Regions from separate parts of the Mus musculus genome. Here regions 1 and 3 are each linked to region 2. The links are chromatin contacts, called in public Hi-C maps. All regions are on one chromosome and are shown on one strand. The core of a region is the stretch at or near the end of the contact, and the rest is flanking DNA. Distances in the headings are between cores, read along the strand shown. Region 1 overlaps Carmil1 (capping protein regulator and myosin 1 linker 1). Region 2 overlaps Carmil1 (capping protein regulator and myosin 1 linker 1). Region 3 overlaps Carmil1 (capping protein regulator and myosin 1 linker 1).

The links. A called contact is a pair of places that touch in the nucleus more often than the background predicts.
Region 1: a contact with region 2 is called in a Hi-C map of cerebral cortex, with 1.7 times the contacts expected there. The contact joins two enhancer-like sites. A contact is called at or near these places in 4 of 484 Hi-C or Micro-C datasets (the G1E-ER4 cell line, cerebral cortex, liver and 1 more) and 2 of 9 other capture datasets (adipose tissue and pancreatic islet).
Region 3: a contact with region 2 is called in a Hi-C map of uterus, with 3 times the contacts expected there. The contact joins two enhancer-like sites. A contact is called at or near these places in 3 of 484 Hi-C or Micro-C datasets (granulosa cells and uterus), 8 of 115 datasets of contacts at active chromatin or transcription factors (the NIH/3T3 cell line, embryonic fibroblasts, embryonic stem cells and 5 more) and 1 of 9 other capture datasets (pancreatic islet).

What each region holds. Positions count from the first base shown.
Region 1 is chr13:24,198,600-24,202,182 of GRCm38.p6, forward strand. The region is part of intron 2 of Carmil1 (capping protein regulator and myosin 1 linker 1); the gene reads right to left. Among named protein-coding and RNA genes, the nearest start is that of Gm33573, 21 kb to the left of the region's middle. Within about 2 kb of position 1,507, at least 27 of the 459 cell types and tissues checked have an H3K27ac peak or open chromatin away from gene starts, as enhancers often do. A contact at or near this core is called in cerebral cortex, where this site is marked.
Region 2 is chr13:24,133,750-24,137,150 of GRCm38.p6, forward strand. It overlaps Carmil1 (capping protein regulator and myosin 1 linker 1), which reads right to left. Exons shown (of 38, transcript NM_026825.3): 11 at 3,388-3,401. Among named protein-coding and RNA genes, the nearest start is that of Gm33573, 44 kb to the right of the region's middle. Within about 2 kb of position 1,827, at least 66 of the 459 cell types and tissues checked have an H3K27ac peak or open chromatin away from gene starts, as enhancers often do. A contact at or near this core is called in cerebral cortex, fibro-adipogenic progenitors, granulosa cells and 1 more, where this site is marked.
Region 3 is chr13:24,252,532-24,256,132 of GRCm38.p6, forward strand. All of the region lies in intron 2 of Carmil1 (capping protein regulator and myosin 1 linker 1), which reads right to left. Among named protein-coding and RNA genes, the nearest start is that of Carmil1, 26 kb to the right of the region's middle. Within about 2 kb of position 1,715, at least 80 of the 459 cell types and tissues checked have an H3K27ac peak or open chromatin away from gene starts, as enhancers often do. A contact at or near this core is called in fibro-adipogenic progenitors, granulosa cells and uterus, where this site is marked.

The DNA.
Region 1 (3,583 bases), core at 257-2,756, 65 kb after region 2:
TGTGACAGCTTTCATACCAATGTCACCAGAAAGTCCCTCTCACCATACCACAGGAAGTGGACAGTGTTCCTAGACCATGGATAGTGTGACAGCTGTAATACCAATGTCACCAGAAAGTCCCTCCCACCATACCACAGGAAGTGGATACTCCTGACTCCCTGCGCTGCCCCACCCCCACCCTCACCCCTACTCCATGTCTTAGACACAACCTTGTGGTCTGAAAACACCAAAAAGTCAGGACTTAGCACATTTGCTTTTTTTTGTTCTCAATTCAACAATCACACTAATAACAAGTATTAGCCATTAGGCAATCCCCACATACATTATCTTAATTCTAAAAGCAGTCCTGTGAACAGACAGAATATTCACTAACCAAGAACTGCAAGAAAGGGGTGGGGGGGGAGCTGCAGAATTCCCAGATCTGAGAGTGGGGAACCAGGGTTCCCACCAGTCTTTCTGAGTCCAAGGCTAATTAATACACAGCACACTATCTTGCCCCGAAGGCATACAGTAATGCCTACTTAGTGAACAAAGGCAGACAAACAAACCTGGTTACACTAGCTTCCTTTCATTTTCCCATTTTCTTTTTCTTTTTTTTAAAGATGGGGTTGTGCTATGTGGCTTAATGGGCTCGGAGGCCCACCGGTTGCTCTCAGACTTGTGGGAACGCCTCAACCTCCAAACTACTGTCTGTTGACTATAAGACACATCGTCACATCGGGCTTACACAAGTTACCAAAGAGACAGAAAGACCCCAAGGCATTCCGGAAGCTACACAACTGCATGGGGTAGGGAACTCCTTCAGAGTGGTACCCAAACAAAACAAAACAAACAAACAACAACAAAATGCACGCTGTAATTTCAGTCCCACAAGCAATTGTGCCAGGGAGACAGTTCACAACTATGTCCCATTTTCCTTTACTAGTGAAGCCATCCATGTTTTGACAGTTGACAACTAAATACAGCCTCAAAAATAAACAGTGAGGAAAGGCCAGTCACCTCCAGGCTGATGTGCGTCATAACAACGTTTTCCCACAGAACTGGGAACACAGGGGACGATACAAGAAGCCCCTTCCTTTCCTTCCTTCACCTTCCCCCTCTTGCCCCTAGCTGCAAGAGAGCTGGGGGAGGGGGCAGAAACCGCAGAGTTCCCAGGTCTGATGTAAAAATATTCACATGTCACCGCATGGAGAAGGTCCCCTATTGAGCTAGTTTCCAGTGGTTATATTCCCTGGTGTGTTTTTGTGCCTGCTGTAACAGCGTGCTGAGGGAGGGCTAAGGTAAAGCCCCCTACACCTTTAAGAAGGTGACAAGGAAAACCAGCTCAGCAGAGGAGACACCAGGAACAGAGCCAATGCCTTGACACCTTCTTGGGAAGCAGAAGCATCCAAAATATCAGCTTGGTTCGCATCCAGAGAAAAAAATATACTTCTGCAGCAGGCAGGCTTCCTGCAAGGCCAGGAGGGAGCTTCGACAGCTCTGAGGCGGGGAGAAAAGCCAGCCACTGTAGCTCCATCACAAACAAGGGCCTTTCAGCCTCCCTGCCAAGGTTCCCAAGCCACCGGGAACATCCACACCCAAGTAACTCTGGCACTTCAGAGAGCAGGGGTTTATCCACAGCTGGTGCCCTCCCTAAAAGGGTTTTACTGATGAAAGAAGCTACTATGACCCGAGACCCAGCCCTCCCTGCAGGACATAGTCCACAACTTCTTAGAGACTTCTCTCCATCCACCTCACCTCAATGCTCAGTGAGGAACAGGGGCCTCGAGAGCTGGCAGATGGATAGGAAGGAATGGGCGTGGGCAGCTGTTAACACACACACACACACACACACACACACACACACACACACACAGAGCCTCCAAGGAGGGTACAAATGGATTCCAAGAGAAGCAGCTATGATGATTTCTGAAAGACCTTGGGGAAAAACAAAATCAAAATACAGTGCGACCATCAACTGCAAGGGAGCAAACTCGATGGCTGTGTTGGAAGCAAAGCCACAAGCAGGCAGCTGGACATCGCTCTAATGCTGGCCGTGGCACTGAGCATGCCGTGTGCTGAAACCTAGTTATTCTGAGTTCCCTTCCTGGGACCCATCCCCAAAGCAGGACCCAAGATAGACCAAAGCATCCTGGGCACGGCTCAATGCTAAAGTGTTTGGCTGGCACTAAGAGGTCCTGGGCTCAATCCTCAGCTTTATCAGATAGATGGCAGGTGGGCAGACGATTATAAGGGCAGTCTTAAAGTCAAAATCACAGAGAATAGGGCCACACAGGCTGTTCCTTGTTAACCCTCAGTCAGGGGGAATCAAAGCTGTCCTAACGACCATTTTGTTAAAATGATAACTCTTCTCTGTGGATCAGTAATTCTACCATTCTGTGTATTACACTCGGCAACACAGCATATTTTGTCCAGTTAAATATTTTGATTTAAAAAGAATGAGTCTAGGACAAGTGTAGGTATAAAAACGCTAAGCTAGCTATCATATTAAAGTATATTCAGGATCATTGCAGAGATGCAAACTTCTTAACTCTACACCCTGTTGTGTACAATGGTGCACAACCATAATCCAGCACTTGGGAGGACAACACAAGAAAACCAGGAGTTCAACATGAGCCACAGCTCCTAAGCAAGAATTCTATTTAAAAAAAAAAAAATCCACATCTAGATATTTCAACTATTTCGGAAATGTACCAAGAAAGAACACAAAAGTTAAGTTGTCGGATTTAAACGTTTCCACAGGAAAAACCCAGAACTGTCAGGCCCCCATGTTGTCATTCTCCAGGTGGCATACTCTGAGACACCTTGCTGGGTCTCCCATGTTGACTGTCTGCCCTGGGTTTCATCTGCAAACCCTGATTAGTATGCACGAGGTGTTAGGCAGCCTTGACTACCTGCTCTTGAGTTCTAAGAGTGACATATTGAGCTAATTTAACCCAATGGCTTTGCGATGTTCTCAGCTTCTTTGCAATCGCCTGCTTTGCCAGGGCAGGGAAATGGAAATTATTTCAAGAAATGGTAAAAGTGCACTGTGCTTTAGGGAAGAACGTATTTCCCTTAGGACCGTTCTCAGAACCTGTGCATCTCTGACCTCTTATTTAAGTTGAACAATACTTTCAAGTAACAAAGACATAGTCCTCTGAGATCCTCCAGGGAGCTTCAGGAAGTACCAAATGACTGAACTCTGAACTTCTTCCCTGGCTGACATAGAAAAGCGAGGACCCAATACAGGAGACATGGTTGAGGAGAAACCTAAAGATGACAAAACTGTGAGCTACTGAATGAATTGTTGACTGTCCCCAAATATTAATTCCTTCCTTGCCGCTGTAATATTGGCCTTTGATTCTTCCTTCTTGAGGCCTTGACTGATGCCCACTGGATCCACTAACAGGAAAGACAAACACAGCTACATCATAAACAGCTCTGAGTGCTGGGATCCCCCACAGGGTGAGCCCTACCTTGGGACATCTTTTCCAGCCACAGCCGACTGACTGCCCTAGCTGTTCCTCACTGCTGCCCTCCCACACCGCTAACACAGCCTCAAAGAGAGCAGCCCTTTGCCAGCTCAGCAAGCACCTACTCT
Region 2 (3,401 bases), core at 577-3,076:
TCGAGGCTCAACCCAAAGAGTGAAGTAGGTGAGTATTGACAGCCATCCAAGGCAGCTGCAAACACAGCCATGAATGAATTTGGAAGAGAAATGGGCAAGACTCAGTCTGTGAAAATATTTTTAGGTGTCCAAACTGGACGGAAAGTGGGCAGAATCCACACTGGAGATCTGGTGAGCAAGAGGCAGAGGGGCCCTCACAATGATCCATGACAACAGTATCTACAGCTGACACAGCTGATGCGGGTAGATGAAAGCATACACAACGTAGCAGCTCCTGGGGCAGAAGGTGGAGGGAAAAGGCATCTTTGGTGAGCACAGACTCTCACTCACACAAAAGAACCCTCTATAAACTTCACCACGACTTTCAAGAACAACTTTTAAAAGCAAATAGGAGAATGACATCAAATTCAAACTCCATTTAAGGAAGATACTTATCGCTTATGACCAGTCTTACACTAGCTGCTGTGTATCTAAGGGCTAGGAGGATGCTGCTATAGAGCGGGTATGACAGGCTGTGGGTACTGCAGGAATAGGGTATAACTAACTATGCTTAGTTATATCATAAGCAGAGTACAGTAAATTAAACGAAAGGGTTGCAGGGGCTCCAAGGTGAGAACCTAAAAGACGAAACACTACCGAGGGGACAAGTTGTCTATGAGTAGGTGAAGGAAACAGGTCAGGAGAGGAAGGGCCTGGGACTCATCCTCCACCTGCCAATCCCACAACACTGACTTACGGTCTTCTAGGTGTGTCTCCCCTCTGAGGTTTAAACATACTGCTGCTGGGACAAATGTGCCACATTCAACTTACCCATTGATGAGTCCTAGGCTGTTCCACACTGCTGCTGTGCATATCTGTATGTGTGTGTGTGTGTCTGAGTGTGTGAGAAAATGTGTATGTGTGTGTCTGTGTGTCTGTGAGTGTGTGAGAAAGTGTGTGTGTGTATATATGTGTGTATGTGTCTGTGAGTGTGTGAGAAAGTGTGTGTGTGTGTGTATGTATATATGTGTCTGTGAGTGTGTGAGAAAGTGTGTCTGTCTGTATGTGTGTGTGTCTGTGAGTGTGTGAGAAAGTGTGTGTGTGTGTATGTGTGTGTGTATGTGTGTGTTTGTGTATGTGTCCCTGTCTGTGTGTATGTGAGAGAGTGTGTGTGTGTGTGTGTGTGTGTGTGTGTGTGTGATCTATTATGCCTGTAAACCTGTGCTTATAGCAGAGCCTTTGTGCAGATTGTCTCATTGCTTATGAGTGATAGCCAAGAGTAGAATTGCTAGGATATTTGGAACATTTGTGTTTAACCTTCTAAAAAGCTTTCACTCAGTCGGGCATGGTGGCTTACGACGTTAGTCCCACCACCCAGGAGGCAGAGGCAGGTGGAGTTTGAGGCCAGCCTGGTCTACAAAGTGAGTTCTAGGACAGACAGGACTGCCCTGTCTTGAAACCATGTCTTGAAAAAGAAAAACAAAACAACCAACCACCCCTGTCTCTCTAGGTTCCCAATGGCTGCATCCCTCTCCAATCCCACCAGCAATGGAAACATTTTCCTTTCCTCACACCCTCAAAGACGTTTACTTTTATCACAGCCAGATGACTAGCTATGTGATAGTACCTCATTGTGCTTTTAATTTACATTTCCCTAATGATTAACAGTGCCCTGCTAGCCTGTCTTCTGAAGGTCACCTCCTTGGGGACCCTGTACTGACTCAGCCCTGTCAGCCGCTAAATACAGCCAGATCCCCGCCTCTTACAAACAAACCTGATACAGCTGCCCTGACCATAGGAGGTGCTGTGTCCAGATTCCACTTTGCCTCATTCCCACTCTGCCACTTCTAACAGAGCGGGCAGAGAGAACGGCTGTTTTCCCTACAGAAATGACAACGCCCCCGTGAACTCCACACTCCAGCCCTGTGTCTTTATTTTCAGTCTGGGCTCGTTCTTAGGCTGCTTGCCACAAGACCTAGTTTTGGTTTCAGCCTCCACCTTCCTTCACACTCCCTGCTCAAGATGACGGAAGTTACCCCATTCCGTGTGAATGCTACAAGGGAATCATTTTACACACAAGGCAGCATCCCTGTCAGAAAGTAAAAAAGCCACGCTGCCTCCGTGCCCTCAGCTCAGTTGAATAATTAATCCTCATCAAATACCTAACATTGAAAGATGAAAGGCCCTATTCAGCAAGCCTGGGAAACATTTCCAACAGCAAATGAAAACAAATGTTCCCTCCAGAGGCAGAGTGACTCCTACGCCGACCTCATCTATCAATGTTGAGACGAAGATGGAGAATTCACCCAGGAGCTTCCCTTCCTGTGTCAACGGCAGGCGCTGCCTTTGCTACCTACGAACACCTGCCTTTGATTTTCATTTTTGTTTTGTAGGGGTGGGGATTGTTCCCGGGGCTTCACACATGCTAGGCAAGCACTCTGTCGTACCCCAGCCCCAGATGCAAACATGCATGACAGATCATTCTCCTTATAAACCGGGTCCTTCAACCTCACTGTAAGCACGCATTCAAATCTTACAAAGTGCTCAAAGGCATGTGTGGTGGGATCTAAACTGGACTCCTCGTGAATACTTCCTACAGAGCCAGACGGAGGGGTTCACCACACGATTATTAAATTAATGATCTCTAAGTTCATCTGCAAAGAGTCCATAGGCTGGGAACGGCACTCAGCAGTTCAGCATGCACTTAGCATGCACAGGCTCTATGGTCAATATCTACAAGGGAGGTAGGGATTTGTATCAAGGCACATGCCTGGATTCTCAGAATCTTTGAGGCAGACGTACAAAAATAGAAATCTGAGACCAGGCTAGGCTACAAAACAAAACTCTTGTTTAAAAAAAGGGGGTGGGGGGGGCAGATGGGTATGTGTTAAATGGGTCACCCTCTCATAGAGGTATAGGAAAAAATCTAAGGCTTCTGAGACAAGCTCTAGCTGGCTCTGCATCACAAAGGGCCATGAGAGGTGGAAGGTGCAAACCGAGGGGCCTGACAGATCTGGTGGTGGTCTCCACCAACCCTGTGCAAAAGCACAGGGATCCTGAGTCCCACAGCTCGAAGGAAGTTAGTTACTGCTGACAGCGAGGGCGAGGAGGGCTTAGGGTGAGTGTGGGTATAAAACTCCACCTGGGTGAGGGACAATTCCTGGTAGATGTGGGGAGGACTCTGGGTGGGTGCAGAGAAGGTCCCAGGTGCATGTGGGGAGGACTCTCAGTGTTTGAGTGCAGGGCAGTGTGGGGAGGACTCCAGGTAGGTGTAGAAGACTCTGGGTAGGTGTGGCAAGGGCTCCAGGTGACTTAACTGAGGTTAGCATTACTCCCCAGCCCTGCGTAGACTAGGACTCTAGTGGTCCTACACCTCTGGCATCCCTGGCGTTACAAGTGATGGAGTACCTCGATCCTCCAGC
Region 3 (3,601 bases), core at 465-2,964, 120 kb after region 2:
TTTTCCACCTGTTCCGTTTTAGAGAGGAAGGCTGTGCCACACTGTCCTGGAAAACTTTGTGTGGCAGGCAACTAATAAAAACTCCCCAGGTCCATCAAGGAGAGTGGAGAGAACACTGCTCTCATGCCAACTGCAATTTCAGCTTAAGTCCTACAAAAACAGTAGCAGATCAGCTATGACCAACAAACAGTTAACCACCCAAAGATAAGAAATAAGAACTCCTGTTCCCTTGGGGAAACGAGCGAACCCAAAAGCAATCATTGATACTTTTGTTTAGAAGAGTAAATCTTACAGCAATGTGAAATAGGGAACTTAAGTCATTTTAGCCAGAGCCTAACCAGTGACTACCCAGTTAAGGTCTTATCATTGTGTGTTAGAAAGCCAACACCCACAGCTGCCTGCATATATGCTTTAATAAATGGATACACACACACACTCACACACTCATACTTACTTTCATTCTGTGAAACAAGTACTATGTAGACCAGGCTGGCTTTTAATTCCTAATCTCCTCGCTTCCACCAGCAAGTGTCAAGATTACAGCCATGTGTCACCATGCCTGGCTTATAAGTAGACATCATTCTAACTCAAGTAGCGAAAATTCTCAATGTCTAATAAAAACAAAACCAGCAAGTTCTATAATCCATCTTTCACTCACCCCTCATCTGTCAAAAAAATAGTTTAAACTAAAAATTCAAGCCACATACAGTAGTACATGCCTGTAATTCAAATACTCAAGAAGTAGAGGCAGGAGGATTGCTACAAGTTCCATGCCAAATGGACTTCACAGTCAGATTCTGTCGGGGGGGGGGGGGGGGGGTTGGGGAGGCTAGAGCGTTATCTCAGTGGTCAAAGCAGCTGTGGCTCTTTAGGAGGATGGATGTTCAATTCCCGGCATCCACGTGGCAGCCCATAATCATCTGTAGCTCTAGTTCCAGGGGATCCAATGGTTTCTTTTGACTCTTTAGGTACCGAGCACAAATGTGGTACACATACATACGTGCAAGCAAAGCTTTCACACATAGAATAATATGAATATATCTAAAAAAAAAAATGTAAGATCCAGAGGAAAAAAGCTGCAGCTTTGTAAGCTTCCAGCAAGGAAAGACAGTATATAAACAAAATGAGGACAAGGTAGCGCAGAGCTATCTAATAATAGAATCCTCTTCCCACACTATTTGGACTCCATGCGGAAGCTGGTTCCTGCTGTCTAAATACTTCTCTCTGTTGACTATCTTTTTAATATTTATTTTTAATAGCAGGAATACTTCCCCTACTGTAGCCAAAACAAATTAAGAGATGACATCAGATCTTAAATGTAGCAAAGCAAAACCAAGCATTATAAGTGGATCTGTTTTTATGGCTTAGAGCTATGCGGTATATATATATAATCAATATCTCAAATGCTATAAAAGACACAAAAAAGTGATCAAACACAGAAGAACACAAATCAGGTGAAAGAGAATGGAGAATTCACAAGTACCCAAACACTGACATGCAAGGAACACACAGAGAGTTTCATGATTAAAAAAACAAAACAAAAAAACACATGACCAAAGGACACTCTGTTCTTGTCTTTAGTTGAAAATTCCAAGTGACTGATAAGTATGAGGACATTTCTCACAAACGTGGTTACTGTTGCTAAGTTCTAAAAATGAATGGGGCAGGACCCAGCCTAGAGGATTCTCTAGCAGGACCCCTAGTGTTCAGGAATGATACAGCAGCTCCTTAGCACATGGGAACGGAGCTGAGAGCAATGACCAGACTGAGGCAGCTCCCAGCACTGTCCACACTGCCACAGGAGGAAGCAGTCTGTATCCACCAAAATCAATGAACAACAGCCCAAAATCATGTAGAGCCGCAAGAAGGGTGAGCGGTCAAGGTGTTTGTCAAGCCAGCCTCGGAACTCAACAAGTGGAAGGAGAGAACTGAGTCCTGAACACTATACTCTGCGATCCACTCGCACACGCATGCGCACCATGTATGCACGTACCACCACACACATCGCATAGACATACATGCATAACATTAAAATAAAAATAGGAGGGAAAACACGTACATAAACAGAATATTATTTAGCCTTTAAAAGAATGAACTTTCTGATACATGCTGGGATCAACTGTGAAACATACTGCAACCATGTGTGGAGGCAATGCAGAGGCTGGAGGATGTCCACAAATTCTAGGTCAAACTGAGCTACACTGCAAGACCATCTCTCAATACACAATACAAGGAAAATGAAAGATAAAAGCAAATACAGTGCCAGACACAAAAGGACAAATATCCCATGATTCTGCTTCTCGAAGTGTCCAGAGTCAGTGCACCTTAGAGGCTGAGAGTAGAAAGGCAGTCACAGGGCCGGGAGTGGGCACGGGGCTGTGGCTGAGGGGGCTCAGCATACATGAGGAGATTATCTGGACCCTGAAGACAACAACCATTGCCACTAAACTATATACTCAGTATACTACTAAATCGGTTCGCTGTAAAGTTTTGGAGAAATTGTTTTGTTTGTTTGGGGGATTTTGCCTATGGATTTTTTTTTTAAGACAAAATTTCACTACATAGCCTAGAACTTACAATCCTCCAACAACTTTAACCACCCCAGTATATACAGCATGTACTACATGCCTCGTTTTAGATTGTACAATGATTAATGATAATTTCCTGTGTGAAAAAAAATGTTCTTGGATCAGACATGGTGGCACATAACAACACTGAGGAAGCTGAGACAGGGGAATCACCAATTTGAGCCTGGCCTGAACTATAGAGACATAGCTTTAAAAAACATAGATATGCTGGGGCTGAAGAGATGGCTCAGAGGTTAATAACACTGTCTGCTCTTCCAGGGATCCTGAGTTCAATTCCCAGCAACCACATGGTGGCTCACAACCATCTATAATGAGATCTGGTGCTCTCTTCTGGCATGCATATATACATCCAGGAAGAATGCTGTACATAAATAATTTTTAAATCATATATATGCATCTGTACATATATATAAATATGTACATATACATATGTGTGTTTATGTTCAATGAACTTATGTTTGCAGTGAAGACGGCAGACATGGGACTACCCTACTGTCCAGTTATACATCAGTTACAGATTCACAGGAATGCCTGTTCTTTCTCAGTTCACAGGAGAGAAATACTGCATCACATTCTTTCATTCAATCTCAGCTGATAGGGGTCAGCTACCAAAACAACTGGAGAATAAAAGATTGTCAGCATTCCATAACCAATCAAAATACAGATCTGTGGAGCTCAGTCCAAATTATATCTATAAGGGAATTCCCCCACCTATCACTCAGAGAAGATTGTAGAAGGAGCAGAAAGACTGTAAGAGCCTGAGATCTGGGAGTTTGGTATAAGACCGTGTCTCCTAGTAATGTCTCACCAATATTTCTATTATACAGGAGCCTAACAAGGACAATAACAGACATGCTAAAGTAGACAGAGTAAAGTCCACAGGGCTGAATCCTACACAAAGCGCTACAGGCAACTAAAGAATGCTGGAAGTTGGAGAATCGTCTTCCCCAGAGCAGAGCACAGCAGTTGTTTTCCAATGCCAATAGTCAGCCCTGAAAACATACATACAAGTA